3 separate regions of the Sus scrofa genome follow, and all the other regions are linked to region 2. A link is a contact called in public HiChIP or PLAC-seq data. All regions are on one chromosome and are shown on one strand. Each heading gives the region's core, a stretch centred on a gene start, on an enhancer-like site or on the middle of the called end of the contact. The rest is flanking DNA. Distances are from core to core; before and after follow the strand shown. Region 1 has its middle 30 kb from the start of HIF1A. Region 2 has its middle 180 kb from the start of HIF1A. Region 3 overlaps HIF1A (hypoxia inducible factor 1, alpha subunit (basic helix-loop-helix transcription factor)).

Evidence for each region. HiChIP or PLAC-seq counts read pairs in DNA pulled down with a chosen protein or histone mark.
Region 1: an H3K27ac HiChIP or PLAC-seq map of alveolar macrophages shows a contact between it and region 2. The contact joins two enhancer-like sites. A contact is called at or near these places in 2 of 2 datasets of contacts at active chromatin or transcription factors (alveolar macrophages and skeletal muscle).
Region 3: a contact with region 2 is called in an H3K27ac HiChIP or PLAC-seq map of alveolar macrophages, with 6 times the contacts expected there. The contact joins two enhancer-like sites. A contact is called at or near these places in 1 of 47 Hi-C or Micro-C datasets (embryonic fibroblasts) and 2 of 2 datasets of contacts at active chromatin or transcription factors (alveolar macrophages and skeletal muscle).

The regions. Positions count from the first base shown.
Region 1 is chr1:190,593,733-190,596,550 of Sscrofa11.1, reverse strand. No RefSeq gene overlaps it. Among named protein-coding and RNA genes, the nearest start is that of HIF1A, 30 kb to the left of the region's middle. Within about 2 kb of position 1,255, at least 8 of the 83 cell types and tissues checked have an H3K27ac peak or open chromatin away from gene starts, as enhancers often do. A contact at or near this core is called in alveolar macrophages, where this site is marked.
Region 2 is chr1:190,440,285-190,442,984 of Sscrofa11.1, reverse strand. No RefSeq gene overlaps it. Among named protein-coding and RNA genes, the nearest start is that of HIF1A, 180 kb to the left of the region's middle. Within about 2 kb of position 1,359, at least 17 of the 83 cell types and tissues checked have an H3K27ac peak or open chromatin away from gene starts, as enhancers often do. A contact at or near this core is called in alveolar macrophages, where this site is marked.
Region 3 is chr1:190,655,974-190,658,871 of Sscrofa11.1, reverse strand. The region is part of intron 6 of HIF1A (hypoxia inducible factor 1, alpha subunit (basic helix-loop-helix transcription factor)); the gene reads right to left. It also overlaps the pseudogene LOC106507611. Among named protein-coding and RNA genes, the nearest start is that of SNAPC1, 20 kb to the left of the region's middle. Within about 2 kb of position 1,396, at least 12 of the 83 cell types and tissues checked have an H3K27ac peak or open chromatin away from gene starts, as enhancers often do. A contact at or near this core is called in alveolar macrophages, where this site is marked.

The DNA of each region.
Region 1 (2,818 bases), core at 6-2,505, 150 kb before region 2:
AACACCAGATCCTTAACCCACTGAGTGAGGCCAGGAATTGAACCCATGTCCTCATGGATGCTAGTCAGGTTTGTTAACCACTGAGCCACGATAGGAACTCTGAAATACTTTCAACACAAAGTCAGGGAATTCCACAATTCTGTTTCCTTGTTGGTTTTATTTTGATATATTTTTGAAAAATATGGTTGTGGTGTTTAATTACTACAGTAAAGTTTAGAAAGACATTTTTTTTCTTCCTTTTTTTTTTTTAGGGCTGTACTTGCAGCATATGGGAATTCCCAGGCTAGTGGTCTAATCAGAGCTGCAGCTGCTGGCCTATGCCATAGCCATAGCAACACCAGCTCTGAGCTGCACCTGTGACCTATGCTGCAGCCTGTGGCAACACCATATCCTTAATCCACCGAGCAATGCCAGGAATTGAACCCACATCCTCAAAGAGACTATGTCAGGTTCTTAGGCCACTGAACCACAATGGGAACTCCTAGAAAGGCATTTTTAATGTCTGAATGATGCAGTTTCTTCATTCTGAAGTTTTAACATTGGCCAGTTCTAAAAGTGAAGAAAACTAACATATGTGGTCAACTGTACTTTTTATGGCTCAGTTTTGTGTTTCAGGTTAAAAACAAACATACCTGCAACTGCTCCTGCAATTCTGGTGTATGTGTATATATATATATATAATATATATATATTTTTTTGGTTAGTTTCGTGTAAGAGCTTCACAACCTGCATGAGATTACTTATGCAGAGTTTCGTTTTGAATGGGAAAGACGACACTTAGTTAAAATTTGTTTTTCTTCTGCTTCTTGGAATTTTTGTATTCAGCCCAAAATGACAACTATCTGCTCCCTTGTGCTTTAGGTTTCCATCAGACTCTACATTTATATTTCTGTCCTTTTTTTCCCCCCTTGGTAATCTTGAAGGGTGTTTTGGAATGTTCTCTACAAAAATTCACTCTACCATGCAGCAAGGATTTGCTTGTTTCTACTAGCAGCCTCTTGTGACATGTTTAGGCCTCAGAGTATAGCCACTATGGTAGATGATATTTGAAATTCTATATATACCTTGTCTTCTGACCCCTTGGAAAATGTGGTCCTTGAGGCAGAGTTGAAACCCACACAAGGCTTTCCAGTGCTAGACGGTTTTAGATTCAACATCGTTTCCTTTGAAGTCGTTAGGAAATCATTTGAGTAACAAGTCTAGTCATCAACATATCCTGATAACCCACGAGGAAGATAAATTACTTCCTGTTAAGACATTTCACCTCCACCCACAGGATTTCACTGCATTACCCAGCTGTCTTCTAAGTAAATGGTGTCTCTGAAAATAGTTACAAGGAATCCAATGTAAAATATACAAGTATTTATCCACGTACAAAGATAATTTTTTAAAAATAAGCAAATACAGTCTTTTCTCCCTTTAACTGTACCAAGTACTGAAACTTTCTATGGCATCTTGATCCTAAAAGAAACTCAGAAAGTAATTTAATCCATCTCCAGCCATCAGGACAGACTAGCGAGGATTATCCTAATCTTTCATAAATGTGGCCAAGGCTGCTTGCAGCCCTTACAGTTTTGCTTTATATGTGGCTTGTTTTTTTCTCTCTCAATTGAATATGTCTGCTTCGGAGTAATGAGTCAATGACTGGTCCCATTTGGAGGGGCAGAAAAGAGAAAATTTTGCCAGGACAATTTTAAGGGGAGCAATAATCATATTTTAATTTGAAAGTTATTCTTAGACCGTACAGTATACAAGTAGACAGTGACAAGTACATTATTTTATGAAATGAATATAAGTGTGGCCCTAAAAATATTTTCTAATGGTTCCAGCCTGGCTGTGGCTCCCTTTCCACCTGCTCAGAAATGGAGCTTTTATGCATTGATTCCAGTTAAGGAGTAACTTGACATTCAATCCATGTCACAATGACCCAGATGGTGTGCATGTTTTACAAATGGAAATATATAGCAAATTTGTTTCTTCTCTGGTCCAATGAGTTGGACAGTATTATGGCTACAACATGACTGTGTATGCTTCTTATCTCATATTGTTTCTTTTTGTTTGCGTGAATCCTTTCATGGCTTTTCGATGTCCAAATGTAATTTAGTACTTGCCGACAGCCGTGCTTTTAAAAAAAGCATATCATTTGTGCTTGTTATTTTCTGTAATTTCATTGCTTGGTCATTCAGAAACTCTTTTATCCCAATATCCTCTTTATTTAGGATATTCAGTTTATTCACTTTGGTAATAATTGCTGTCATAAAAGTAATGTTTTATTTATTTTTTATCCTAAAGGGAATCTATCTAATCTAATTCTCTCATTTCAGGGTTAAAAAACCGAGTCCTGAGAAACTAAATGACTTTTTCAAGGTCAATAGACAACGAGGCAGTGGATAGAGCTGAGACTAGCAGGTAGAACCTTCTGGGTTTTAGTCTAGGGGTTTTTTTTCAAGGGGAAGGATTATTTTTATCACTATATGTGTTTTGTCACATGGATTTCAAAAATCCTACAGATAATTTAAATGAGCAACTAGTTTCTCCACTGAATATTAAGATTATTTCAATAGTTCTTTAATGATTTAAAATTTAGTGCATGTGGGGCTTTCTTCCATATAGAAGTAGGGATGGCATTTTCCAACTCTTTCTTCTAGCAGCCCCTAAACAATGAGCAAAATATTTACATTTACATGAGGATAGTGTTGCACTGTTTACCTTGCTGATAATCAGCCTGGACTTGTACTTGGAACAGCTCTGTTCTCATTTTATTTTCTCCTTCCAGAGAGTGCCAAAAATACAAAGCAACTTCCACCCAGCTCCTTGC
Region 2 (2,700 bases), core at 110-2,609:
CCCTTACCCCCCCCCATGGTGCAGGCTTCACCTGGAGTACCTCAGGTAATCCCTGCAGTAATAACATAGGGAAGGCAGGTATCAGTCCCACTCCCAAATCACAAATGAGCCCTGTGGTCACAGGTTCTTCTGATCTGAGCTGCAGGCTGAACAGAACTGGCTGGATGAGAGAAAGCTGGGGAAATTACACCTTTTCCCCAAGAACACATGTTAAGACACAGATTCCAGGCACAGATTTGTGCTCCACCTAGCTCACTCCTGCTAAGTCGTGCCTCCCAGAACCAGGGCAGGTGGCACAGGCAGGGTTTTGCTCAGGGGCATCTGTACCAGGGCAGTGGCTAACACAGGGTGGGGAGAGTGGTGCCAAAGATGCAGAAATGCAAGGGGAAGGCGGCTGCCAATTCTGGGTTATAATGTAAATAGGCAAATCAGGATTTTATGTTGTATGGTGCTTGAAAAACTGGCTTTATGACTGGTTGGGCTCTGAAAATCAAATAAGGAAGGGAGAGTGCAGAACGGACTTATTACACTAGGGAATAAAGGGTGTGGTGGGGAGAGAAAGAGCAGCTGACAGGGAAGTAGAGGTGATGGTGGGGTGGCTGGGACAGGAAGAAGCCAAGGGTGGCACTCTTAACTAATGAAGCACGGGAAGGAAGGGAGATGACAAATCTTCATTTATGGCTGCACTCGGGCCTGTTCTTTCCAACCCGCACCTCAGTTCAGAGCAACACATGACCACAGGGCTCCTGCAAATGTCTCCACTGTCTCACTGCAAATGTCTCTGGATGTATCTGAGTCTGATCCTCAGATGACATAAAATTAGAAGGACCCACTGTGACTCGGAGCCAGGGGCAATCACAGTGGGCTGTCTAGTTATTTTAAGTCAACACAGCCAGACTAAGCAAGCAGGATGACCAAATCTGGGAATAAAGAAAACCAAGAGCTTGACAGCATTGGCTGGTGATATGGTCAAAGCCAAACCTGTGGCTGGAATATTTTTTATGGCACTGTGTACCCAATTAAGATCAGTAAATGATAATGGGGTGTGTTTATTTTTGCTCTTCTCTTTGCTACCAAGTTACACCAGCTCTGTAGATGTAAACATGCACGTGCCTAGGCAGCTCCTAGGCTATAAGCCTCCTTCCTGATGATGCCACACTACCAGCAGGGTGGGTGGCAAGGGTGGGTTACCAAAACATGAAGAGGCTCCTCCAGAAGGGGAGAAAAAAGGACTGGAACCCCACAGCCCCACCCCCACCCCCACAGCTCAGAGGTTACCCCAGGGATTCAGACAGGGTTTACAGAATCTGGTGTGACCCAGACTATTTCCTCTTCCTCTGGGAGGAGGTCCAAGTCCTGATTGCATCATTCTGGCCTGCCCCAGTTCCTTTAAGGGGGGGGTGGTGAGCAGCTCTAGGCCTTTGACATGCAAATCATACAATTTCACTGCTGATAAATGGTCCTAGATACCAGATGAGTAATACCCTCCTGCCCAGTTGGCAATTTGTTTAGCACTTTCTGCTAAAGCTGGTTTACACCCTTTTTTACTCTTCTCAATGCTCTCAAAAGAGGGAAAAATAAAATTGGCCACAGTAGAGGAACTTCAACAAACTGAGCTAAAATGAGGGATTTTGGAGTTAAACTGCCTGGTCCTAATCTTGACCCTGCTGCTTTATTTAGGTGACTTCAGATGAGTTACTTGATTGCTCTAAATACCTCAGTTTCCCCATCCGTGTGAAGATGAGAGTTCTCACAGGGCATCGCATGAGTACATACACTTAAAGAGTTTGAAAGAGGACTTCCTACATAATGCAATAAATGTTAGCCATTATTAAGTGAAAACCCCTTCTGCGGTAAAGGCATCTCAAAGCAAGTGCTCAGTGGTTATCCTCCTCTCAAGCACTCGAGGCTGCATGGCTCCTTTAGTTAGGTCGTGTGGAGTAGCTTGGGTGAGTAGGGACAGTGGGTGTGGGGCTGAGGGCACCGGGTGATAAAGCCTGAGGGTTTCTCAGGATTCCTTTTCCAAGAAGCAAGATGATCACACGGGAAGAAAGTGTCGGTGTGACCTTGTCTTGACCTCCACAGTGCCCGTTGAGTCCAGGGACCCGGGCAGCCCCAGCAGACTCAGCACCTGCTGCTCAGATGGCTTGTGGCCAGTCTGCCTCAGGAAGGGTGGGCTGGTGGCGTTGCGATCTCCGGAAGGGATGGGCGGTTTAGGAGGACTGAAGAAAGATAGCAAACAGCTCTCACCCTGGAGTTGGAGAGTCCGAGTTTTAAGTAAATATCCTCGCCCTCCTCTCTCCCCTCAAATGAGAAAGAGGGATGAGGCAGAAAAGTGCTGGAAGTCCTGTCATTGCAGAATCTTTGGCTGTCAGCTAATCTATCTGAGAGGTCTGGGATTATCTTAAGAGAATGGACTGAAGCCAAACCGGGGGGCCCAGGTAGCAGGCTTGAGAATAGATTGTGGTGAGAGAGGCTGCTGAATCATTGCACAGTCTCCTCAAAGAGGGCACCTGGGTCCTCTGCAGGCCTGTGATAATGGATTTTGTGAATGAACAAGGGAGGCCTGCTTTATTCTTTGTGGTTCTTTATATGGTGAAGTCAACCATATCAAGTAGCTACTCAGCCCCATGGAGCAAGAGAAGACGCTGAGCTGCAAAGGCTGAAAGATTCCTAGAGTCAGAATGAGCCCTCCCTTTC
Region 3 (2,898 bases), core at 147-2,646, 220 kb before region 2:
ATCTCTCTTCTATCATACACTGACATAAACACTGGCAGTAAATGCCATAAAATACTTCTTGGCTCTTCTATCTTCATTTTTCTTAACTCTAACCCCAGCGGTCAAACAGTCACTGTGTGTAATAGGTGCTCAACACTCTTTTAATCCTTACAAGCATGACCCTTTTTTAACAGATAAGGACCATGAGATTTACAACAGTGCCTAAGATCCAGGTCACACTGTTACCAGGACTGCAAGCCAGCATGGAATCAAGGATTATGTGATACAAAGCCAGTGCCCTCTCACATTCCTTGTACAGTGGGGCAGAGGCTTCTTATCTACTTTATAGTTAGCACTAAGGACTTAAAGTTGTTTTCCTCATATAATCTTCAAGTTGAAGATGATACTAATACACGCATTATACTTTATCTAAAGTAGAGATTATTAAAGATGAAGAAAATGATGCACAAAGAAAAGAAGTAATGTGTCTAAGGTCACCCGGATATAGGCAGTCAGGATTTAGCAGTCTAGCTACAGAACATATGCTTTCAGCCATGGTCATACAGCCTTAAAGCAAAAAATGGTACAAGCAAGCAAATAATTGCAAAAGCAGAAAAAAGGCCATGACAGACTTACATACATGAAACAGTAATTTCTTAAAGAAACAAGGAAAGCTCTACAAATAGATGCAGTAGGTAGCTCTTGGAAGCTAAGTATGTGTTTGGAGTTGAGGATAGCATCATTGCACTAAGACAGCAGAACAGCATGTGGAGCTCTCAGGCTATAGGCGACCACAGCAGAAGGGGGTCTTTTCCTCCTCCCAATTAATTTGGAGAAGTCAGAAGAGGCCAGATCATAAGTATCTTTGCTTGCTATGCTAAGAAGTTTAGATTTTATTGCCTGGGCCTGTTTTTTTCCCCCAGCTTTTCAAAATGCATGTCTTATTTTGATAAATAAAAATGTGCTATCCTTCTAATATATTTATAAACAAAAAAGGTTTTTTTTTTGTTTGTTTTTTTTTTTTTTTGGTATGTGAAGATGAAGGAGGGAAGCAGCTGAGGCATTTTCAACAGGAGTATGACATGATCTAATTTTCACATTAGGAAGTCCACTTCTTGGAAACCTGGATGAGATTAAAAGGGCACAAATCTGCTGGCAGAGATGCAGTTCATGCCAAATGTAATAATAAGCTGAAGAACTCAAAGGCAGGCAGACAAGAGTGGAAGGAGGAAATGGATCAAGAGATACATGCAAATGGTAATCTATTAAAATTTAGAGACCAACTGAGTGTAGATAATGAAAGCAAAAGAAAAGTTAAGAATGACTTAATTTTTGCTGGAGTCATGTGTATACTGTGGTATATCAATCATGATATTCATTATAAGAGGAAAAGCAGTTTTTGAAATTGTTTTGGGGTAGGAGTGGTTCAGTTTAGTTTCAGAAATTTTTAGTTTATAATATAGAAGAACATACCTCCAGATAAAAATATCAAATTGGCAATGAAATGGAAATAGTTATAAATAGAAATACGGGAAGTCGCAACAGAAACCGTGGCCAAAAATGAAACTGCTCAGGAAACTATGTAGGGTGAGGAGACGACCAAAAACTTTCCTTTCTAGTCCACAATCAAAAGTAATCTATCCCCTTTGCAAATGAAGCAATCAACAAGGGATTAATCTCCAAAATATACCAATATCTCATACAGCTTTACATTAAAAAATTTTTTTAAATAGGCTCATTTTGCTAGATTGGGCTGTTTAGCGCCTGTTACTGCAAAGGTGACTCACTTCATCCCATTTTTTTGATACTTTTATACTGGGAGGAGATCTTCATATTCTTCTAAGCTCTTTTACCTAAAAACTTAAAGCCTGGACTTTTCCTACAATTTAGCTCTTTGTTTTTGTTTTTTTTCTTTTTTTCTTTTCCCTCTTCAACTCAGCATGAGTGTGGATCCAGCTTGTCCCCAAAGCATCCAATTCTAGGGAATCTTCACCAATGCCTGACGTTTACAGGTCTGTAGAAAATTATGTCTCCTTGCAGATGTCATGTGCTTAAACCCTCAACACAGAAACTGAACAGCCCTGATTCTCCCACATGCCCCAGAATAAAACCACTGCCCATGTCTGAAGAGAAGAGCACAGAAAAGAAAGAAGTAAAGGTTCCAGTCAAGAAGTAGACGGTAAGAACTGTGTTCTCTCAGACCCAGCTCTGTGTCATCAATGACAGTTTTCAGAAGCAGAAATACCTCAGCCTCCAGCATTCGCAAGGACTTTCCAATATCCTGAACCTTAGCTACAAATAGGTTAAGACCTGGTTCCAGAACAAGCTAATGAACTCTAAGAGGTGGCAGAAAAACAACTGTCCAAGGAATAGCAACAGTGTGATTTAGGGCTTAGCCAGTACAGAATCCCCAGGCTTCTATTCCTACCACCAAATATGCCTGGTGAACACTTCTGGAAACCTGCCCATGAAGGGTAACCAGAGTTGGAATAACCCATCATGGAGCAAACAGACCTGGAACAGCCAGTCTTAGAGCAACCAAACCTGGAAGAGCCAGACCTGGTGCCCCCAAGCCTGGAATAACCAAACTTGGAACAACCAGTTCAAAACTGTGTCAAGGAATTCCTGAAGCCCCAGCTCCAGTGCCTGGAGCAAAATTCTCCTGTCAGTGATTTGGAAGCCACCCAAAAACTGCCAGGGAAAATCATAATGTAATACAGCAGACTGCGAAGTACTACAGTACCCAGCAGCAAATTATGGATTTATTCCCAAATTACTCCATGAACATAGAGTCTGAAGATATGTGATAACCATTTTTTTTTTTTAATATTTATTGGATTTGCAATGTTGTGTCAGCTTCTGTTGTGCAGGAAAGTGACCAGTCATGCATACGTACATTCTTTTTCTCATATTCCATCA